Regions from separate parts of the Sus scrofa genome. Here region 1 is linked to region 2. The links are chromatin contacts, called in public Hi-C maps. All regions are on one chromosome and are shown on one strand. Each heading gives the region's core, a stretch centred on a gene start, on an enhancer-like site or on the middle of the called end of the contact. The rest is flanking DNA. Distances are from core to core; before and after follow the strand shown.

Region 1 (4,817 bases), core at 2,052-4,551, 700 kb after region 2:
CAACACTGTAAATCAACTATATTTTAATGTTAAAAAAGTAAAAAAAAAAAAAAAAAGACAATGGTGCTCAACTTTAAAAAGAAAGATTTAGAACTCAAGAAGGAAGAAGGAAGGAAGAAAGAAAGCAAAGAAAGCAAGCAGGCAAGAAGCCCCTAGAGTTCCCTGGTGACACAGCGAAATAAATACCCACCATTATCATTGCAGCAGCTCAGGTCTCTGCTGTGGTGTGGGTTCAATCCCTGGCCCCGGAAATTTCACTTGCCTTGGGTGTATTCCCAAAAAAAAAAAAAAAAAAAAAAATGAATGCATGAGAAGTTCCCGTTGTGGTGCAGCAGAAACGAATCCAACTAGGAACCATGAGGTTTCTGGTTCAATCCCTGGCCTCGCTCAATGGGTGGAGGATCCAGTGTTGCCGTGAGCTGTGGTATAGTTTGCAGATGCAGCTCAGATCTGATGTGGCTGTGGCTGTGGCTGTGGCATAGGCCGGCAGCTGAAGCTCAGGTTCAACCCCTAGCCTGGGAACTTCCATACACCATGGGTGCCGCCCTAAAAAGCAAAAAAAAAAAAAAAAAAAAAAAAAAATGCAGCTCTTTTAATTTCTGAACATGCAGATTCTTTTACACAAGCCCTTTCTTTGGGGACACCTGATGTTCTGCAGGTTCTCTGTGTCTATAAAGGTGTGGTTTCATACTCAGTACTTGGGTCTGAGCACGATTCTTAGGTGTGCACACTTCTGAATGTGCATATGTACGTGTATATGTGTGCATTTGTGTAGATTGGTATGTGAGCACACGTGCCTGGGGGTCTGTGGCAGTTTGGGAGTGTTCACTGAACACACGTGCTCCCCAGGTTTCTCAGCTCCCCTTGCCTTTATGCTGGGGCCACATGCTGCTTTTGAACCATGAATCGTGAATAGGACTGACTTCTGGACCAAGGCGGCTGTTATTAACTGAATGTTTGTGTTCTCCCCAAATTTCTAGGTTGAAGCCCTACCCCCCAGGTGATGGTATTTGGAGGTGGGCCTTTGGGAGGTGATTAGGCTGAGATGAGGTTATGAGAGTCGGGTCTCCGTGATAGGATTTGGGTCCTTTTCAGAAAAGGAGAGGAGACTAGAGCATCTCTCTCTCCCCTCCCACGAGAGATGACCAGACAGGAGGCCGTCGGAAAGCCAAGAAGAGCGTCCTCACCAGGAACCAAACCTCCTGGCACCTTGAGCTTGGAATTCCCATCCTCCAGAATTGTGAGTAATACATGTTTGCTGTTAAAGCCAGCCTGTGGTATTTTGTTACAGCAGCTGAAGCAGACAGCCTTGGAAATAAGTTTTCTAGAAGCAGCTTTGAGGAGGAAGAAGGGTATAGCTATGATGTGAGATAGAACTTCTGGGCATTGAGGAGTTCCTGTCATGGCTCAGTGGTTAATGAATCCAACTAGGAACCATGAGGTTGCGGGTTCGATCCCTGGCCTCGCTCAGTGGGTTAAGGATCCGGCATTGCCGTGAGCTGTGGTGTAGGTCGCAGACGTGGCTCAGATCCCATGTTGCTGTGGCTGTGGTGTAGGCCAGTGGCTACAGCTCTGATTTGACCCCTAGCCTGGGAACCTCCATATGCCACGGGAGCGGCCCAAGAAATGACAAAAAGACCAAAAAAAAAAAAAGAAGAACTTCTGGGCATTGAGATTTCAGGATTGACCTGTTGCATTAACTAGTATTACCTCGTCTCTAAAATAATGCAGATAGGAGTTCCCATCGTGGCGCAGTGGAAATGAATCTGATGAGTACCCACGAGGATGAAGGTTCGATCCCTGGCCTCACTCAGTGGGTTAAGGATCGGGTGGTGTTGCTGTGAGCTGTGGTGTAGGTCACAGACTTGGCTCGGATCCCACATTGCTTTGGCTGTGGTGTAGGCCATTGGCTACAGCTCCAATTCAACCCCTAGGCTGGGACCCTCCATATGCCATGGGTGTGGCCTGAAAGAGCAATAAAGTAAAATAATGCAGATAATATCAAGCGCACAGGGTGTTGTTAGGACTGAATTAGGTGTCACAGTGCACGCATTCTCTCTCAAGTAACTCAGCAAGTTACATTCAGCAAGTGCCTCAAAAGCACATTTTCATTTGCCTGGCACTGTGCTAGGTGAGCAGGACAGATCTGTAAACAGACCAATTACTACATAACGTGGCAAATGTCCAGTTACCAGAGGGTACACAATACACAGAAGGCAGTGGTTAATTCTGGAAGATTCTGGAAAAGTGACACAGAAAGGGTAGATGGGTAGGGACTGCAGGAAGAATTAGAGCTTACCAGGTTAGTATAGGAGGCAGAGGCCTGCCCCAAGTGAGATGGATTGGTCATAAGTGGTAGGACCTGATTAGTGAGGAAGGCCCTTTACTGGTCTTTTTTTTTTGTCTTTTTTTTTTTTTTTTTTTTTGTCTTTTTGCCATTTCTTGGGCCGCTCCCATGGCACATGGAGGTTCCCAGGCTAGGGGTCTAATCAGAGCTGTAGCCACCGGCTTACACCACAGCCACAGCAACACAGGATCTGAGCCGCATCTGCGACCTACACCACAGCTCACGGCAATGCCGGATCCTTAACCCACTGAGGGAGGCCAGGGATTGAACCCGCAACCTCATGGTTCCTAGCTGGATTCGTTAAGCACTGAGCCACAACGGGAACTCCCCTTTACTGGTCTTGAGAATATTCACCTAAGCCCTAAAAACCTCAGACTCCACTTCCTAAGGGGTTAGTTCACTCCCAGTGAGCAGGCAGGAATGGCTGGTGAGGTTGGGAAAGCATGTTCTCATTTGCTCCTGGTAAAGAGAATACAAGTTTTCCTATTCTTTTTTTGGCCTCACCCACAGCAGGTGGAAGTTCTGGGACCAGGGATGGAACCTGTGCCACAGCAGTGATAACGTCTGTTCCTTAACCCACTGAGCCGCCAGGGAGCTCTTTAATTTTTTTAAGACCATGAAAAAAACTGTCCTGCTTTCTTTGTACTCATTTTGAAGGGCGTAAGGGTATCTGCGTCTGCCTCCCCAGGTTGACCATGAGCTCCCAGGGTTGAGGGACATACCCCGTCACATATGCCTCTGGGTCCCCCAGGCCTAGGGCCTGGTCTGTGGCCGGAACTCTTCAAATGCCTGTGGAATCAAAAACCTCATCGGTTCCTGGGCTGCAGCACTGAACAACAAAACTGCCCCTCCAGGGGTTGCTTTCTGAATTTCAGAAATCTCTCCATTCCCAGCTTTCCCCAGGCTGAACTGAGGCTCATCTCCCAGGAACCTGGGGGCGTGCCTGTGTCGGTACACGGCGCCACCTCGCGGCCATACTGGGTAACTGCACCATCTCGCCCTGCGAGAGCACCCTCTCTCGTGATTAGGATCCCCCTCTCATGCCCACAATTTTGAGGGAAACAGGGATCCTGAGCAAGCCATCCTCAGCCCCAGCCCCTACCCACTGTGAAGTCTCTGAGAATGGGCAGGCAATGTTTGGACCCTTGGTTATTTTGGCTCTTGATGACTTAAGCCCCTATTGGTTAAGGGGCTATTAACGGGAGGTCGCTGGGACTACCCAGTTAAGGATGCAGACAGATATGGGTTTGATTCCAATTAGCTGTGTGACCCTGGGTACTGTCTCACCTCACTGAGCCTCAGTTTCTCTCTCTATAACATGAGGATGATGTAACTCAGAATTGCTGTGACATATGCCATGTTACATAAGCTAAGGTTTGTGAGCTGTAATCACAAACACAAAGGCACTTGTGCTGCTGTGACTTCACTTGAGTTTCGCTTCAAGAAGGTGCAGTGGGAAGTTCCCTTCATGGCTCAGCAGAAACGTATCTGACTAAGATCCATAAGGATGCAGGTTCAACCCCTGGCCTCACTCAGTGGGTTAAGGATCCAGCGTTGCTGTGAGCTGTGGTGTAGGTTGCAGACGCAGCTCGGATCCTGCGTTGCTGTGGCTCTGGCATAGGCCACAGCAACGCAGGGCCGCACCCATGGCATACGGAGGTTCCCAGGCTAGGGGTCTAATCGGAGCTATAGCTGTCAGCCTACACCACAGCAACATGGGATCCAAGCTGCTTCTGCCACCTCTGCGACCTATGCCATAGCTCACAGCAATGCTGGATCCTTAACCCACTGAGCGAGGCCAGGGATCAAACCCGCATCCTCATGGACCTTAGTCAGGTTTGTTAACCACTGAGCCACGACGGGAACTTCAAACCCAAGCCTTCTTGTTCTCGCCAGCATTCCAGGCAGCTCCTCAAAGGAAGAGATGCGGAGGGCAGAGCTGCTGAAGAAAGTTGGGGCTGTCACAAGAGAGGAAGAGGAGTTTCCACCGTGCTACAATGAGATCGGTTGCACCTCTGGAGCACTGAGACGCAGGTTCAATCCCCAGCCCTGCACAGTGGGCTTAAGGATCCTCCAAGTCACAACAGCGGCTCAGATCTGATAACTTGCCCAGGAACTCATATGCCAGCAGGTGGCTAAGAAGAGCAAAACAAAGCAAAAAACAAGAGAGGAAGAAAGCAGAGCTGCAGCACTTGAGTGCAACCTGCTCATTCCCTTGTGGATATTAGACTCTTTCTGCAAAAAAGTTTTACTTTAAAAGTTGGTCCTGAGAAGTGCCTGGCCTGATCAGGAGACCTGGGCTCTGGTCCCGGCTGTTACTGAGCGGCTCTGACTGGGTGACAGTGTGACGCCCCCTCCCCTGCAGAATGAGGGAGGAGGTTGGCTAAGACGCCTGTCCGGGGCCTTTCAGCTCCCAAGCTGGCCCTGGATAGCTGGGCTTGCAGAGGCTCTGCACGTGTGTACAGGCACG
Region 2 (4,674 bases), core at 431-2,930:
TTAGACTAGTTTCCTTTCATCAGTCTTCTTCACAGGAATTTCCAGACATGGTCAGAAGTTTTGTAAAATTTAGTTCACTGGCTGTCAACAAGTGAGAGGTGTACATACTAATTTCAGTTCAGTGAAGCTTTCAAAACACTGGCGACAGAAAGGTAGTGGTAATTTGATAAGAAGTCTCGCTGTTTGGTAATGTGTTATTACACCGAATTATCTAAAAATAATATACGGTCAGAGGTCATCTGCTAAAACCTGTGTGTTGGAGTCTGAGAGAAATGACTGATGGATCCACAGGCTCACTGAACTTCAGCTCAAGCCACAACAGATGTTTACAAAATCAGAGAGCTAGACTCCAATTGGATCTAAGGAGGTCATTTTTTAAAAAATTAAATTAAAATGGACAGACTAGATCAGGTGAACAGAGAGAAACAGCTTCGAAGTTCCTGCCCCTTCGCTGCGCCTCTGCCTTCCCAAGGAGTTAATTAAATTAAGATGCCTTCCGCATAATCTGGGTTCTGTTTCTCTCTGCTCCCTCGCTCCCCCCTGCGTGAGTAATTTTCTTGTTCTGCTCAGGACTGCAGTTTGTTTAACAGAGAAAGTGGCTGTCTGTTTCGCCCTGGGAAACGCCAGTCCTCTTTTGTTCCCTCCTAACAGGTAGAAAGACAGAGCCAGCGCTCCCTCCAACAAACACCTTTTTCCCCCCTTCTTCCTACAAAGGCAACTCTTTTCTCTGTTGCCATGTCTCAAGAATCCAAGCGTTTAAACCCCAGGGGAATTTGCCTTCTGTCCCCTTCTCCAGGGCTGGAGGGATGAGAGGAAAATCAAAAGGCCAATACGAGGTTAGAGAATTACCTAGGATTCAACTACTACTTTCCTCTTGAAACGCTCTGGCTAGGCAGACACTCTATGTCCCGGCCGGTCCGCGCTGCCGCGGCCGCCTCGGGACGGGAGGACCAGGAATCCCACAGTAGGGTTAGGAAAAATATGAGGTTGTGGCGTTTTATCTCAACGTACGTAGATCAGCTTTTATAAGAAGCCTTCCTGAATGCTTAGATTAAATGTCACACGCACCCTAAAAACAGCTCACGAAAGCGTGTGTGGCGTGTTAGCTGGGAGCGGCGTGCCTGGGATCCGATAAAGTGAAAAATACAACGCCCTGGAGTGCATGCATACGATTTCTTTTCAAAACGTCTGAACTCGCGGCACACCAGACCGAGAATCTGAGCGCCCCCTTACACCCCCTGCAGCTTCCCTCCTTTAGGGCAGCTGCAGCCGGTTCCCAGAACAGACACTCACCTCTAGCAGAAAGGTCCGCCTGGGGAGCACCACTCAGACCTGGTCCAGAGAGTGAGGCACACAGCTTGGAAAGGTCATTGGGTCCACGCCTGACAAACTTCTTTTTCCGCGCGGAGTCCAGGGAGCTGCGGACATGATCTGGAGGACGACGAGCAGCTCAAACCAGAGCGGATCCTCTGAGTCGCCTTGGTCAGAGTCTGTAGACGCAGAATGTGTAAAGACCCGGGGTGGTTGGAGTTCGCACTTAGCGCTAGCCCAGAACCTCGCGCCTCTGCGATCCTCTCGCCGCCGACTCCGGGTAAGGTCGGAGCCTGCAGCCTCGCAGGGCCATCACCCTCCAGCAGCGAGCGTACGGAGCTCTGTCCCCGCCCGCGTCCCTCCCCAAGCTGCTCGCGGCGGGCTGAGTCGGGCTTTAGTAGCGGCCCCGCCTCCCCTTCGGGCGGGCGTCCCGCAGCCGCGCCGGGCCCCCTGCGCCCAGGCTCCGCCTCCGCGCCGGGCGCCCGCTAATGGTCCACTCTGTTTACTTGTGTTTGGATAGCAACTGAATCTTAAAGGCACAGACAGGTTTGCTCGAGGTTTCCCTGTTACATGGCCAAGGTGACTCAGTTCAAAGCTCACACACAAACACAACGCCCACCCTCTTCCTTCTCGGTGCCACTTTTCCTAATAATGTTGGAAACAGAACAACTGGCCTTCTGCCTCCCAAAGACCCCGCAGAGAAGCCCAAAGTGCATTTTGCAGTTTTACTTGGCGCGCTCGCCGCGTTAATTTCCACGTCTAATCACGTTTAACATAACCATCTTCTTCGTAGGTAAAAATCAATCACTTCTAGATTGTATTCGCCAGCATACATCACCCTTCCCCTAATTTTAAATACAGTTGTGTACATACTTTTGGTCAATTACGACTGTATGTATAGTCTGCTTTCGTCTGTTGTTTTCAAAACGAAGTTTGTTTATAGAGGTGACAATTGACTAATTTCGTAATTACTGCAAAGACAATGTAGAATATCCCAGGAGAATTTTTTTCCCAATATTTAAGCTTTAATCAGCCAATGTACATTTCACAAGCAGTTAGCTAACTTGGTTAAAGGGGTGGGCATCTGCAACCCATTGACAAACAATAAAGAATTCATCTGGAATAGGGGAAAAGCAATCATTTAAAAATATTTAGGAAAATACTATTCTAGCTTTTCAAACGTGTGCATCTCCATTCCTAGCAAAGACAGGGTTCATTGTTCATTCGCCAGGAAACTTAATCGAATTTGAAGTGTAGTGATACATTTTTCAGGTTCTTCTAAAGGTTCGGTCCCGTGTGAGTGTAACTGCAGAACGCACTTCAGCTACTCTGGAAATAGGGGGACCAAGTGACAGAAAGAGGATGACATACTCTCATCTTAAAAAGCCTGTGTCCAGATGAGATCTTCGTGAGCAGCACTGAGTAAAATGCCCTTCGTCCCAGACGAGTTCTCCAAAGGCGGTTTGCGTTAGCCCCCTGCAAGTCTGAGCTTGGAGGGGCGCAGGTCTTCGAGCCAAGCGGATGTACACAGTTCAGAGGTGGTCCGCCAGAATATGGTTTTGGATGTGCTGCTCCTAAGCACAATTAAAATAATCTCAATCGTGCGGGGAAGGGGACAAATATAAGCAGAAGCCTAAAAAACTGCCAAAAGGTCAAACAGTGACTGGGAAGCCAGGCAGAAGCTACAGGATATTATTTTATTAAGATAAAATCCCTTCCATTTTATTTATGCAGAGGTGGATAGAATTTTTCGTTCCTTTGGTAAAACATAATTCAGAGATAGCAGATCTTTTTTTTTTTTTTCTTTCCAATTTCAAATTTGCTAAGGTTAAAAACTGAGGTTGGAACGGAGACCCGAGCGTTGAATATCCTTCAGTATTTAACTGCTTCAAAATAGATTTGAGGAACAGTGCGGAAGAAGCGGAATGCCTGAGTTCAGGACTTTAAAAAAAAAAAAAAAAGTTTTTCCCTAATGGATTCTATAGGGGTGCTTTCATTTTAGCGCTCAGTCCTGAGCCCTAGCTATGGGGATGCCTGTGGTCCCTTCTCTCTAACCGCCTCATTCCTTCCGCAGCTTTTCTCAATTTGGAAGATTTGGAGGGAACTTTCTCTTCTTTCAGACCCCCAGGACAAGACTCCCGGGGTGGTGTTCCACGCTTCATATTTCCTTGTCTGTAAGTAGAGGTAACCCCCCAGAGGTAGGCTTCACACCTTCCCACAGAGTGTGACTGTGAGTGTGTGTGTGTGTGTGCGCGCGCGCGCGCGCGCGGAACTCCCTGCTTTTATCCCGGGCTGAAAAGAATTTCCAAATAACCACGAGCTGCGCCCTCTTTCCGCAAATCTCCTGAACCCAGGTTTTTCCTTAAACGTGTTTACTTCGCCCACCCCAGCCTCCGAAGTTCCACAATGGAGTCTGGGCCATGCTGGCCCAAGCGCTGCAGCCACTTTAAGGTAGGGAGGAGTTGGCGAGCTTTCCGGGTAGTGGGAGAAACCTCGTGGCGGGGTAGCGCCTCAGCAGCCTCCAGGCCTGGCCACCACGATGGGCAGGTGCGCGCCTCACGCGGAAAGCGAGCCGGAGGAGGCTGAACGCTGCGCCGCACCACTCTCAGGGCTCTCTCGGGCCACCTCTGCGCCCACCTGGGGCCCAGTCCTTGAGTCTCAACTCCGTGATCAGGGCAAGCCCCCTGGCCCCGCACGCTCCGTGGCGCACGCTCCGTGGGGACCTACCCAGAAGCAGCCTCCTCCGCCGGACTCTCCGGGCGACCTCGCAGGGCAAGGAAGATAGGCCCGCGGCGAGTTGTGGGGTAACCAGTGCGCGGAGCGTAGAGTCCCGGAGCCTACCGCAGCCCAGCTGCGCGCAGGGGGCTGCGTCTCTGCGCCGCCGCCCCACTTCCCCTGCGCCCTCCTGGAGCTGCACTGCGCATTTAGTCCGACGTTTCCGCCGACTGGTCAGCTGCTGTCCTCACGGCTCTGGGCTTTCGACACCAAGGACGCTTCCAGGGAAATGGCTAACAGACTGACGAGGGGAGCGCAAACAGTTGCAGCCCTAACCCGAACTGCCCCCGGAGGACCGAATGCTGGCTGGAGAGAGGAGCGCGGAGGAGTGGAAGGAGGAGGGGGCCCCTTCATTCCTCCTTCTCCCTCCTCCTCCCCCGACCAGCCCACCCAGGTAGCTCTGCCTGTTAAGCAGCGAACAGGTGTCAGACACACACTTCCCTGGGGTTGACCCCGAGCCTCTCCCACTGTGACCTACGCACTGAGGACATGCTAAAAACTTTTGCCCTGAATGAGACATGTTATGGATATCCCATCTTTTTCTCAGAGTCTCAGCTGCCATTACTTCTAAGGACTCGCCTCCTTTCT

What was found. Hi-C and Micro-C count contacts between places; a contact is called where the count stands out from the background.
Region 1: a contact with region 2 is called in a Hi-C map of subcutaneous adipose tissue, with 1.8 times the contacts expected there. The contact joins the enhancer-like site here to the promoter of OSR2 in region 2. A contact is called at or near these places in 1 of 5 promoter capture datasets (fetal skeletal muscle) and 6 of 47 Hi-C or Micro-C datasets (embryonic fibroblasts, epiblast stem cells, heart right ventricle and 3 more).

What each region holds. Positions count from the first base shown.
Region 1 is chr4:38,592,275-38,597,091 of Sscrofa11.1, forward strand. No RefSeq gene overlaps it. Among named protein-coding and RNA genes, the nearest start is that of POP1, 62 kb to the right of the region's middle. Within about 2 kb of position 3,302, at least 6 of the 83 cell types and tissues checked have an H3K27ac peak or open chromatin away from gene starts, as enhancers often do. A contact at or near this core is called in subcutaneous adipose tissue, where this site is marked.
Region 2 is chr4:37,896,255-37,900,928 of Sscrofa11.1, forward strand. OSR2 (protein odd-skipped-related 2) reads right to left here and starts at 1,681. Exons shown (of 4, transcript XM_005655349.3): 1 at 1,294-1,681.